Regions from separate parts of the Bos taurus genome. Here region 1 is linked to region 2. Evidence: chromatin contacts called from public Hi-C data. All regions are on one chromosome and are shown on one strand. The core of a region is the stretch at or near the end of the contact, and the rest is flanking DNA. Distances in the headings are between cores, read along the strand shown. Region 1 has its middle 79 kb from the start of NPFFR2. Region 2 holds the start of GC (GC vitamin D binding protein).

Region 1 (6,960 bases), core at 2,524-5,023, 160 kb after region 2:
TTCGTCACATCAGGAAGTACATAAAGCGTGATTATCTCTTGAAAACATTAAAATGATCAAAGAATTCAGTCATTTTCATAAAGTCATCTTTATCTGATTTTTAATGGTTTTTAGCAGCCACTGACCATCATTACATAGGTCTCATATTTCACTAGATCTTACAAAATGGTAGTTTTCTAATTATAACACTTCTTTTAGCACTTTCTAGCACTCCTTCTAGCCTTCTAGCACCTTTTATATTCTAATTCTATCAATTATTTGGTGACCCTGTTACAATTTGTAAGATAGACACCATAAATGCTTAATATTTTCCTTTTATTTATCAGTTTTAGAATAATAATTTGATTCCTTATCATCCCCAAAGGTGAATGATAAACTTTAAAAATGGATCATTTTGAACTTGTGAATTTTAATATATCTGATGTGCTACAATTCACTGTAGCTATTCTTTTTCTCCCTAGCTGATCAATGGCACCCCACTCCAGTACTCTTGCCTGGAAAATCCCATGGATGGAGGAGACTGGTAGGCTGCAGTCCATGGGGTTGCGAAGAGTCGGACACGACTGAGCGACTTCACTTTCACTTTTCACTTTCCTGCATTGGAGAAGGAAATGGCAACCTACTCCAGTGTTCTTGCCTGGAGAATCCCAGGGATGGGGGAGTCTGGTGGCTGCCGTCTATGAGGTCGCACAGAGTTGGACACGACTGAAGTGACTTAGCAGCAGCAGCTGCTCTGTTGCAAGCTGCCTCATTTCACCTAGCAGTGGAAGTTCTGATTCTTTTTTAATGTAAACTCTACTTTGAAAAATAACATATGCATATAAGTCTACAAATCATAAGTATATAATTTAGTTATTTCAAGCAGAATCTCTTACATTTGGTAGTAGTATTTCCAGGGGAACTTGTCCTGCCTTCTAACACCATAGCTTACTTTTGAGAATTTCTTACATTATTATAAATGGCTGCATATAGTATGTACCCTTTGTACTTCCTTTATTCTACATTAATTTTGTGAATTTCATCTCTGTTACTTTACATAAAAAGTTTGTTCATCCTTATTTTTGTATAATATTTCTTGTATGGATTAAGCCACTTTTTATTTACCCATTCTATCTTGATGAGTTTTGGGTTATTCTCAGGTTTTGGTTATAAGAATAGTGTTTCTATGGACATTCTTGTACAAGTCTTAATGAGCATATGTACTCATTGGAGACATACCTATGAGTGGATTTTCTGATTTATAGGATATGTGTGTATATATATATGTGTGTGAATAGTATAATAGATATGTATGCATATGTACATATATTTATATATATTTTAGTCACAGTATCTATTGCAGTTTTCCAGAATAGTCATACCAGTTTTATTCTTTTTGATATTTAAATTGTCTCATCTTTGTCTAGGAGAAGCTCCTACATTGGAACACACACACACAATATTTTCAGGAAAATAGTACCAGTTTTGCTTTTAGCAATATGATTATTGAACACAACTTAAGATTTTCTTGAAGATTTCATTGTCCACAAAATATATCACAGTGGAGATACACAGTTTTAAACTAACTTGAGATATTTCTCTCTGTCGTTATGCTATCAACTAGGCACACTGATCCATTTGTTTCATCTTTTCATTTCAAATTCACTTCTTTCATTATGATTTAACTTTATTTTTAATTTTATAAGAATATTTTCAAAATTTCTGCAGCTATGGCTTTTAAAGTATTTTGTTAGGACTTCTAAAGTCAGTTGCACTTGAGCAGAAAATGAGTTGTGTGTAACATGTAAAAGTTTGTTCATTTAGAAAACATTTCTTGCATTTTAAAAAACACCGTGTATATTCTGATTCTTTGGAGTAGTATTTTACAGTTGTTCATTAGATCAAACTTACAAATAGTATTGTTCAAATTTTCTCTATCCTTTCTAAGAAGTAAGAGATTTTCCCAGACTGATTCCCTTCAGCTGACCAACTACAGAGGACTTTGTCTCTTGCAAAGCTTCTCATAAACCAAGTAAAGCCAACTGCTTAAGGCAACAGATTCCAGCTAACCACAAAACATGGAGCCCAGCTCCCTGTTAATGCCAAGACGGAGACTCGTACACGCCTAACCATGAACACTAGCGTGCTGAATCCAGCAACTTGCTTCCATTACATAGAGGTCTGTCTGCTGGTCTTGGATGCTAGCCTCTGATCATACCAAGGGTGTGCTGATTTTCCTTTCAACTGCTTATGCGGGATGTCAGGAGGAACAGCCAGATCCACATCTTCTCCCACTGTATCGCTGTTATATCCACCCCACATTTATATCAAAGGAATAATTAAGGCTTCTTTAAGGAGCTAGCTTGAAGCCCCAAGGCCAAATCATCAGGATCCCTCTGCTGGAGTCTAATATCTGTCAGGTTGCTCTGTGCCATCATCGTGTGACAGGCAATGAGGGCCATGCAAGCCTGCTACTGATCCTGCCTTCCTGAGTTTTCTCCCAATGAATGCAATGGCAAATCTTATGTGTCTGCCATCTGGTCATTTGCCCTTGTTTGTGTGTCATTACTGATTTATTGCTACCTTATCAATCAATTAACTAAAAATGTTAAGTAAAATATCCTATTAAGACATTTATTAATAAACTCATCTTTAGGGGACATAATCAGGCCAGACCATCATGTCTTAGAGTTCTGGCTCTAAGCCTCTTACAAAGGCAGTCGTGGAGACAGCAGGGGGTTTGGCTCAGTTCCTAGAAGTGAGATTGTTTTCTGCCAGTCTAGCCCCAGAGATTTGCAGAGGTTTTTCAACTGTCTTTCACAAGTCTGGTAGCTTGATAGCTCCAGCTTCAAGTAGTGATCTTTCTCAGATCTGCCGTACCATTCTGTTCCCCTTTCCCGTCTGGGAATCAAATTCCTTACTGCCTGCTTTTGTATGAACACTCTAGGAGACATACAGACATTCTAAGAAACCCACAGATGAGCTCTTGCCAAGCAATGCTGCTATGGTTTTCTTTTTTATCTCATTTAGCCAACATTTTCATTTCTTTATAACAGGTTTTTGAAGCAAAACCCCCAAACTCCACATTGCTCTCTCTGAGGATCTTTGGAATACCTATTTTAAAGTTTTTTTTACTTTTCTATTATTTTAAATGTATTAGCTCCAGTATATTTAAAGCCTTGTCATCGGATTTCTTTATATGATTTAGAATTGTAGTTTGGTCTTGAGCGGAACCTGACTGCCAATGCAGGAGACACAAGAGATGTGGGTTCAATTCCTGGGTCTGGAAGAGTCCCCTGGAGTAGGAAGTGGTAACCCACTCCGGTATTCTTGCCTGGAAAATTCCATGGACAGAGAAGCTGGGTGGGCTATAGTCCATGGGGTCACAAAGAGTTGGACACGACTGAGCACACACACACACTTGAGTGGGAAGTTGTCTGCTTACCTATTTGACTTTATGTTCACCCTTCCTTGTCTGGCAGTTCTGTGGCTATTTTCCCCAGGCCTCTGAGGTCCTGGTCTGAAAGTAGGTCTTACAGTAGTGGCTCAGCACTTCTATCCCACAGTTATCTTCTAGATCCAGGAACTGAGTCAGTGGACTTTTACACCCAGCCCTAATTGACATTACCTTTGTTAGATGATATACAACTCAGCCTTGAGTAGGTATCAAATATTCTTCACTTATTATATGTATGAGTGGGGAAATTCTGCTACAATCCTTACACTCATGGATTGACAGCTAATTTAATTGCTGTGATAGTCTCTATTATGCTGTACAAACTCATATCTCCCTCTACTGGTTTTCTGGTTCAAGTCCATCAAGGCTTTGACATCAGCCTTAATTTATTGCTCTGTATGTCTAGTCCAAAGAGATGTTTCTCTTGATTTGAATGTAGAGATTAAAAAAAAAAATTAGGCATATCTGTCATTGTTTTGTATTTGGGGTAGTTTGTGCCACACAATAAGTGGGTGCTAAAAAATTGGAGACTTTTACATAGGACAGGGAAGACAGCTTAAAGACACTCACACTGGCCAAAGCTGGAGCAATTTTAGCTTTGAAGTAAAGATTGATAGTACTGGATTCAAATCCATTGAGTGAAATAAAAGTTGTGAAATTATTCTTCTATCAGTAAGTGAACAAATGGTAGAATATCAGCTAGTATAGTGTAAAGGGAATAATGGAATTTGAAGATTACCATATTGGAAAGAGAGAAAGAAAATAAATACAGTAAATGTTAACAAGTGTGGAATTTGGGTGATATTCTTTGTATTATTCTTGAACATTGAGTTTCTTTTAAAATGAGACTATAAAAACAGCAATATGTTGAAATTCAAAAATTGTATGACATAGGGAATGAAAACACTTTGAAATTAGGAAATGTAAGCAAATAAGTTTACATCAAAAAAATATTTAAAAGTAGAAAAATATATTTAAACGTATTGGATCCAGTTAACAATGTTAGACAATATTAAGCATCCATTTGTTAAAAAAAAATAACAGTTATCTGGAATAGAGGTCAGATACTTTATATGACAAAAGCACCATTTCAGAGTAAAATTTAGCCTTATGAATATATTAAAATAAAAAGATCTTCCCATTAAAGTTAATAAAAATATTTGAGTCTCTGCTTTTATCATAAGTTTTTATAGTTTGAAAATATTGTCTTTTCAATATTACAAGAAAAATAAGAGACTTTGAAAACTATTTTTACAGCATATGACTATTCAGGGAAGCAGATATAGGCAATTAGGTAGTCATTTGTTAAATACCAATATAAAAATCAGTCTCATTCTAAATATTCATGTAACCATTTTGAAAACACATTGAAGAATAAACCCATGGTAAAAATGGGATAAAGCCTTTAAGTTTTTAAGGAATTTTAACCAATTTTTGAAAGGTGGAAAACGTGAAAATTTATTTCACAAATTAGATAAACTGAGTTGAGGGAGCCACAGACATGAGTACATAGAGAAGTGTAATGGAATTCATCTTCAGTCTGCCTGAAAGTACAGTTGAGACTAACAGCTCAGAGAGGGTAGAAAGAGAGTGAGAAAGAGTGCTAAAACTTGCAGGAATTAGAAGATAATGTTACAGTGACCCCTCTCCTCCGAGAGAGGAGGGGTTTATTATGAATAAGGCCTGGGTATATTTAAAAATGATTACATTTCTTCTCCCCTTGCCAGACACATAAGATCAACCTGTCTGTTCACTGTGAGAAGCTGTTGGGATTTCTGAAGGTAAAAATCACCAAAAAATGTCCCTCTCCCAAGAGTATAGATTAGATGTAAGAGACGTGAGTTTGATCCCTGATCTGGAAGAACCCCTGGAGGAGGCCACAGCATCCCACTCCAGTATTCTTGCATAGAGAATCCCATGGACAGAGGAACCTGGAGGGCTACGGTCCATGGGGTCACACAGTGTTGGACATGATTGAAGCAACTTAGCACGCCTGTGTGAATATGAAGTAAAAGCTATTTCAAATGATCATATTTTAAAGCAATTTGAGTTTTCATTATTTATAACTGAATCACATTTTGGCCTTAACTAAATATCCTATTGAAATTTTATTAAACATATTTCCTCTATTTTAAAATAAGAAAAATATTAAATGCAATCACAACAAATAGTTCTCCAAACCAAAAGCTTTTGAGAAAACCTACTCCTGAATTTATCTTTATATTAAATATTACTTTCACATTTCATATATGAAATTGATGTTTGTAAAGAAATTTATTTTTCAGGTGGTTTATATTTTATTTATTTTTAATATAAATTTATGTATTTTAATTGAGGGAGAAAATTATTTTTCAAATAACAGTATAGACAAGTTGTAATAAAGGATATATCTAAATTATTTGGGAATATTAACTGAAGCATAGTTTAATTCCACTGACAGAATAGCTTTTTCTTTTTAACATGTGTTTGATACTTGTTTCTTCCAAAGAAACCATAATTTAAAAATTATGATAAAATCACATTGTTACCTGCTTGTTTTGGTCAGGTAAAGAAAAATGGAATCATAGAGGTTGATAAAAATACAGAAAATTTAATATTAAACCCAAGAAACTTGTATATAGAGTTCATAAACTTTGTTGTACAAACATATTGCATCACTAGATCATTTGATCATCTTAGGTAATTTTTAATCCAGAATGGCTCAAGAGCTGTTTCAACAGTACTATAAGGAAATAGGCTGAATAAATGAGCTCAGTGAACTGAGCTTTCTGTCTTCATCTATATCGACGGATCTAATCATGGGCAAATATAAGAATGCTTTAAATATGAAGTCAAATTCAAAATGAAATTTAGTTTAGTGTAACCTAGATAGTGGACAGGGAAGCCTGACATGTTGCAGTTCATGGGGTTGCAAAGAGTCGGACATAACTTAGTGACTGAACAACAAGAGTGTCAGAAGGTTTTAATGCCAATTTAAAAAATGCAATTATCATTATTATTTGTGTAAAAGTGCCCTTTGATTGCAAGCTTTTAATTTGGATTCCTTCTATCCATACCTTGTAATAGCAAGATTATTCTTTTGTTCTTGTTGTTGTTTAGTCACTAAGACGTGTCTGATTCTGGAATCCCATGGACTATAACTCACCATGGGTTTTTCTGTCCATGGGATTTTCCAGGCAAGAATATTGGAGTGGGTTGCCATTTCCTTCTCCAGAGGATCTTTCCGACACAGAGACTGAACCCTGGGTTGCTGGGAGCCAGCGTGAGGAACTCCACCCGTGGCAAAGTTCATGAGGAAGGAGGCTCGGCATACGCAAAGGCGGGATCGAGCCTCAGGAGTCCCCCTGGAAATTCTCGAGCATCTACCCCCAAAACCAGAGTCTGCCTACTTTACTCCTTTGTGCTCTCACCTACACCTCTGACTTTACGAGGGGCTGTCCTGGGCGTGACAAGAGTGTTTTAGTTCACAACCGTGAGAGGCATGAGATGTTCTAAACTGTCTGAATACAGATTCCTTTGAGCAG
Region 2 (6,904 bases), core at 1,949-4,448:
CAAATCCTGTGTCACCTCCTCTGTCACCATTATGTTTGCTTTGCAGAGATAATATATAGACATATCTGGGAAATTAGAATATCTACTTGCTCTAAATTACTTCTCTTTAGCATTCAGTATAGCTATGTTCCTTAATCAAACTTAGGACAACTTTGATTTTCACATGGCTACTGAAGAAGTGGTAGTCAACTTGTAGAAAAGAGAAACAGAATGATTCAGCAGTGGATAAACCATATTGTTTAACCATATTGTCTTAGGACTGTTTTGACAGCTAACTGGGAGAAAGGAAAATACAGCTTACCCAGCAACCTGAGGGAAATTTACTTTCTTGCTGTTTCATATCATGTTTAATAAAATTGACTTCCCTGGTGGCTCAGACAGTAAAGCATCTGCCTACAGTGTGGGAGACCCGGGTTCAATTCCTGGGTCAGGAAGATCTCCTAAGAGAAGGGAATGGCAACCTACTCCATTATTCTTTGGATTTCCCTGGTGGTTCATACGGTAAAGTGACTGTCTACAATGTGGGAGACCTGGGTTCAAGCCCTGGGTTGGGAAGATCCCTTGGAGAAGGAAATGAGATCCATTGGAGAAAGAAATGGCAATCCACTCCAGTACTATTGCCTGGAAAATGCCATGGACAGAGGAACCTAGTAGGCTAAAGTCTATGGGGTTGCAAAGAGTCAGACATGACTGAGTGACTTCACTTTCACTTTAATAAAATTATGCTGAGAATGAAATGCTTAAAGCAAAAGGAAAATGTGCTTGCCAACAGCTCTTATAAACAGCAGTGGTTTATTTCTTGTAGCATTATTTCTGTGGTGATTGTGAGGCTGTGTCAGTAGCCTTCTTGCTTGTTTTTTAGAAGAGGGAAAGATACAATTTGGATTAGTGCTTTATCCAGTTTTGAATACAGAAGCCAAGTGGAGGCAATTGGTGGACATAATTTTCTTGTCATTCACAGGGTAGCTAAAGTGGATATTATATCATTTAGATTTAACATATTTGGTAAGCCCTTCTCTCACAAGATGTATACAAGGGCTTATGAACTGAATCCCCAGTACCATCTGATATTTGAGTATGGGCCTGACTGGAGCTAATGCTCATACTGTATACATTTTAGAGCTGATGTTTTCCAGAGACTGTTTCTACGGGATATAGGCATTTTAGGAAAGAGCCCATATGTCTGGGAAACTCTGGCTTAAATTTTCTTGTTTTGTTGTCCTATGAGTTCTGAGAAACCAAAAACATTGATCATAAACCAGCAAAGAAGGACTAATGTATGGCTTATTTCTTAAATATATTTGTATATAGAAACTTCTTTATAAAATGAGTGTTAAGGGACATACACCTTGGAAAAGGGGTTCTTTTTTGGGTGGGTGATAAGTCAGCTCTCAAGAACTAGACAGAGAGAACTATAACCCTAACCAATCCTCCAGCATCCAAAATTCCTTTCAATTACTTTAATATGTGCACTTCCTGCCAGGAGTGAGCACACCTCGCTTTCAGGTAAATCATCGACTTGGTATTTGGGTCATGCTCAGGTGTTATAGAACTGAGGACTGATGGCTCAGGACTACAGTCACCAAATATTGGACATTTATTAGGTAATTGTATTTTATGTCTCAGGTATCATCCTCTGAGCTATGGCACATAGTTAACCAAGTTCATTGTGAAGTTCAGTTCAAGGGAGCTGGCTTGAAGTTTTTAGCATCCGTTACATCATGGGCTGAGAGAATGCTACAGGATGTCGAAAAAGAGGTTGCTGAATACTGGTATTCTCCAAAGCACTGTAACTGAAGTTAATCCAGTGTACACTTACTGAGTCAGTAGAACAAAACGGCACATTCTGGCATTCACATGTAGTCCCAGAACTTAACCATTACTGGCCTTTCTGTGTTGTGAAGATCCAGATCTGAAACTAGTTCAGGAGGACTTTCCAGGCTCAGATCTGCCCCAGGGAAACCCTGGGAAAAGGAATAGGCTTTCAGGGTTCCTTGGGACCTGGGCTATTCAGAGGTCTTGTAACAGACATGAATAAGACAAAATTTAAAAATAATTTGAATGAGAAAAGAAGATTATTTTCTTAAAAAGTGAATGTAAAAGAATAAGAAAGGCAGGAGTAAGATTATTCTTGTCACAGTTAATAACTGATTCCTGGGGTACACATATTTTATTCCACTGGTTAAATGTTGTTCATATGAATTCTAATATATGACTTGGGTAAAGCTGTTAACTGGCAGCACTACATGAAAATTTTAACTTTTCAAAGCAGGATGAATGCAGATTCCATTTATAAGCATTAAAGAATCACCTAGAAAGTAAACTGAGACAGATTATGAATTTTGAAGCTTGGGAACTTGCCACAAAGTTGTATATTGCTCAAAGATGAAGACACTAGTTGATAAATGAACTCAATGAGAAATATAGCTCAAAGATCTTAATAGTCATATTTCATAGCTGTTAAGTTCTTTTTTTCTTTTTTTTTTTTTAAATTTAAATTTATTTATTTTAATTGGAGGCTAATTACTTTACAATATTATATTGGTTCTGCCACACATCAACACTGGGATGACCCAGAGGGATGGTATGGGGAGGGAGGTGGGAGGGGGGTTCAGGATGGGGAACACGTGTTAAGTTCTTTTATGTGAGATATTTTAGAAACTATAATGTGGTTTCAAATGTTACATATAGAGGATTCCTTGAAGAAGTTAAAAAAAAACTCACTTGACTTCATGCATCATTGATATGGTACATCATGCTCTCAATGGCAGTGAAAAACGAAGCTTAGTGATGGATCACAACCTCCCTCTGCGTTCTCTTTTAACAAATAAAAACATTCTAATTTTGAACCATTTTCTTAGATCTTGGTTATTAAGAAAGTAGGGAAAGATAAATGACAAATCATATAGCTTTTCTTTCTTTCATGAGATTCTTCTTGGCTATTCTATTAGAAAACTATGTCACATCTGAGTTTAAGGTTAACCCACTTTTATTCTTCCCTCTCTCCCTCTTTTATATGGTAATGAAATTAAACTAGTGGAAGTTCTTGCAAATGGTCACAGCACTGGAAATCTTACCTCTCTCTAGAGCATGCACAAAGGCTACAGCAAGGAGGAAAACCAGGATCCTCTTCATTTTTCTGCCACCACGTCCTGTATCACCTCCTTCTCCTGCAGGTTACCCAGTTTAAAAAAATGGCAGCCCAAAGTAACCGATTCCCTTTTACTAAAATTCCGAGCTATGCACTAATCAATTATTAATCTCTACACAGAAGCAAGGGCAGTCATCCTTGGGCCACAAGAGATAAAGTATCATCAATCAAAGCAAATAGACAAGCTGTAGAAAATGTAGTGGAAAATCTAGGAGAGGTCAATCATTAACTTTGTCAAACTGCAAAAGAATCAGGATATATATAGATACCCCCCACTCCCGCCATTGCTGCTTTTCACTGAAGCTTATCTCGTGTATTTATGGGTGCATTTTCCCTCCCTCTTTATGTGTTGTCTTTGAACATTCCCTACTCTTCTCATGTGTACAAATGGAAACTTGAGGTCTCTCTTTGTTTAAACCTACTTCAAGTAAAGAGTATCTTAAAATAGCACTGACTAGATGTTTAAGTAATAAGGGGGAAAAGTGAGAACCCAATTTATCACAATTGCTCAAATCCATAATCTTAATGCTATGAATTTTATTGAGGATGATAGGATGGTACTTTATGTGCTATATTACACATATATTTCAAAAGCACTGAGATACATATTGAAATAACCCTTGAAGTGAGGTAGATAATAACTGAGGAGGTTAAATGGTTTGCCCCAAATCACAGTGGCAAAGCTTGCGTTCCTTAGAGCTCATTTAAAGTTCTTGTTACTAATACTATACAACTGGTATATTTTAGGATAACATAACGCGAGTTCATGATTGGCCTTGTAAATGCAGAATCCACTATCTTCATTTTGCAGATAACAGAACTAAACCTCCAGCTCTGTGACTTGCCCAGAGAGGCACAGGCAGTTACTGTTCATTCCATCATTGGAATCAGGTCAACGTTTGGTTCTTGCAATAGTCCTCTTTTCAGGAAATGGGGTCAGATAAGGTTTGGGTGGACTTCCCTGGTGGCTCAGACAGTAAAAGCATCTGCCTACAATGTGGGAGATCTGGGTTCGATCCCTGGATTGGGAAGATCCCCTGGAGAAGGCAATGGCAACCCACTCCAGTACTCTTGCCTGGAAAATCCCATGGACAGAGGAGCCTGGCAGGCTGCAGTCCATGGGGTCACAAAGAGTCAGATACGACTGAGTGACTTCACTTCACTTCACTTCAAGGTTTGGGTACACCAGCTCTGGAATAAAACCCCTACTCAGCTCTCCTTTGGCTGTATAACCTTGGGAAATCATTTTGTCTAAGCCTTACCTCTCACCTATGTAAGTAGTGATAACTCTTAGCACTTTTGTTACAAGAGTGTTGTGAGTGTAATAAAATGATGTGCAGGGTTAACCATAACAATAAACACAGGGTAGCATGCATTAATACTGAAGTGAAGTCAAGGCACTCAGGCGTGTCCGACTCTCTGTGACCCCATGGACTGCAGCCTGCCAGGCTCCTCTGTCCATGGGATTTTCCAGGCAAGAGTACTGGAGTGGGGTGCCATTGCCTTCTCCAGGGGATCTTCCCAACCCAGGGATCGAACCCTGGTCTCCCTCATTGTAGGCAGATGCTTTTACTGTCTGAGCCACCAGGGAAGTCTGTTAACCACTTAGCATTAATGTTAACCACTACTGTTATTTTAGCTATTCTCTTCACTGGCTCTCTAAATTTATAATAACTAAGAAGGTTGATGAAACTAATGTGGCCTGGAACTCTGTAGAAAATCTTAAAGCCAGCCTATATCCTGGACTTAGGACCATCACAGATAAGTGGTAGAGAATTTTGATATCAACTTAGTAACTAAGGATGAACTGCATGGGTATATTTCATGAAAGTCTCAAACTGCATAACTAGTTACATTTTTAGTCAGCTTCTCCATCTATATTGAAAATTGTGGAGTGTTAAGTTCAGAAAAGGGAGTCCAGAAAGTTCAGAAAATGGAAAAGACAACTAAGCAAAATTAAAGCAGAGATATCTCAATAAAGCCAATGGAAATACATGTTCTAGAGGAGACTGAAAGATACTCATTAAATATTTCTAGAGGCCAGATGGGAAGATTGTCTTACTGGTCAATGACCAATTATATGCTTTTCAAAGATTGACTGCCTGCCTACCACAAGTCTTCTAAACTTTTCCCTTGGCTAAACTCTTCATTTCATGGCATCCAGTCCCATAACTTTATGGCAAATAGAAGGGAAAAAAGTGAAAACAGTGACAGATTTTATTTTCTTGGGCTTCAAAATCACTGCAGATGGTAATTGCAGCTGTGAAGTTAAAAGACACTTGCTCCTTGGAAGGAAAACTTACAAACGTAGACAACATATTAAAAAGCAGAGATATCCCTTTGCCAACAAAAGTCCATATGATCAAAGCTATGGTTTGACTAGTTATGTATGGATGTGACCATAGTTATGTATGGATGTGACCATAGTTATGTATGGATGTGGCAGTTGAACCATAAAAAAGTCTGGGCACTGAATAACTGATGCTTTAGAATTGTGGTGATGGAGAAAACTCTTGAGAGTTCCTTGGACTGCAAGGAGATCAAACCAGTCTATCCTAAAGGAAATCAGTCCTGAATATTCATTGGAAGGACTGATACTGAAGCTAAAGTTCCAATACTTTGACCACCTGGTGCAAAGAGCTGGCTCACTGGATAAAATCCTGATCCTGGGGAAGATTGAGGGCAGGAGGAGAAGGGGTCAACAGAGGATGAGATGGTTGGATAGCATCACTGACTCAATGGACTTAAATTTGAGCAAAATCCGGGAGACAGGGAAATCTGGCCTGTTGCGGTCTATGGGATTGCAGAGTCAGATACGACTAGTGACTAAACAACAACAAACTCTTAGTTTATTTTGCAAGTTAATTTACAAGTGTGTTTTTGTCTTACTATAGATTATTTGGAAACAGAAAATAAACAAGTACCGAAGCACTTAAAAATAATTAAGAGGGACTTCCTTTCTAGTCCAGTGGCTGGGACTTTGTGCTCCCTATGCAGGAAGTCTGGGTTCAATCCCTGGTCAAGGAACTATGTCCCACATGCAAAGAACTGGTGCAGCCAAAGTAAATAAATATTTTTTTTTTAATTACTAAGAATCCTAGAACTCAGAATGACTATTAACATAGTTTCCATTTTTAGGATAATATCCATGTCAAACATGACTGCCTCAGTGGTAAAGAATCTGCCTGTCCATGGAGGAGACATGGATTTGATCCCTGGATTAGGGAGATCCCACGTGGAGCAAAGCAATTAAGCCCATGCACCACATTTATTGAACCAGTACTCTGCAACAAGAGAAGCCACTGCAATGAGAAACCCATGTACCACTAGAGAGTACCCCGTGCTCTCTGCAACTAGAGAAAAGACTGATCAGCAATGAAGATCCAGCAGAGCCAGTAAATAAATAATTTTTAAAAAGATAATACACATATCTACTTTTATAGAGTTTTTTATTTAACAGTATTTTATCTTCTGATGAGTTTACTCAAAGGTACATTAGGTTGTTTCCCATTTATGTTGTTACAATATAAGACCAGCCTGTTCTTCCATTTAAAAAAATTTATAACTTTATCTCTGCTTTTGCAATAACAACTACCACTTTTGTCTAATGATAAACTACATGGAGCAAGAGTTGCAAAACCTCATTTAGGTGTCCTCTTGAGAAATCTCTACACAAGCTGCCAAATGCATTCTCTTGTCTAAGTTTATTTTTCCAACTGACAATTGGCACTCATGTGCTAATAGAAAAACACA

The links. A called contact is a pair of places that touch in the nucleus more often than the background predicts.
Region 1: a contact with region 2 is called in a Hi-C map of liver, with 1.6 times the contacts expected there. The contact joins the enhancer-like site here to the promoter of GC in region 2. A contact is called at or near these places in 2 of 11 Hi-C or Micro-C datasets (liver and skeletal muscle).

The regions. Positions count from the first base shown.
Region 1 is chr6:87,166,103-87,173,062 of ARS-UCD2.0, forward strand. No RefSeq gene overlaps it. Among named protein-coding and RNA genes, the nearest start is that of NPFFR2, 79 kb to the right of the region's middle. Within about 2 kb of position 3,774, at least 2 of the 102 cell types and tissues checked have an H3K27ac peak or open chromatin away from gene starts, as enhancers often do. A contact at or near this core is called in liver, where this site is marked.
Region 2 is chr6:87,003,864-87,010,767 of ARS-UCD2.0, forward strand. GC (GC vitamin D binding protein) reads right to left here and starts at 3,199. Exons shown (of 13, transcript NM_001035380.2): 1 at 3,078-3,199. The coding sequence starts at 3,135.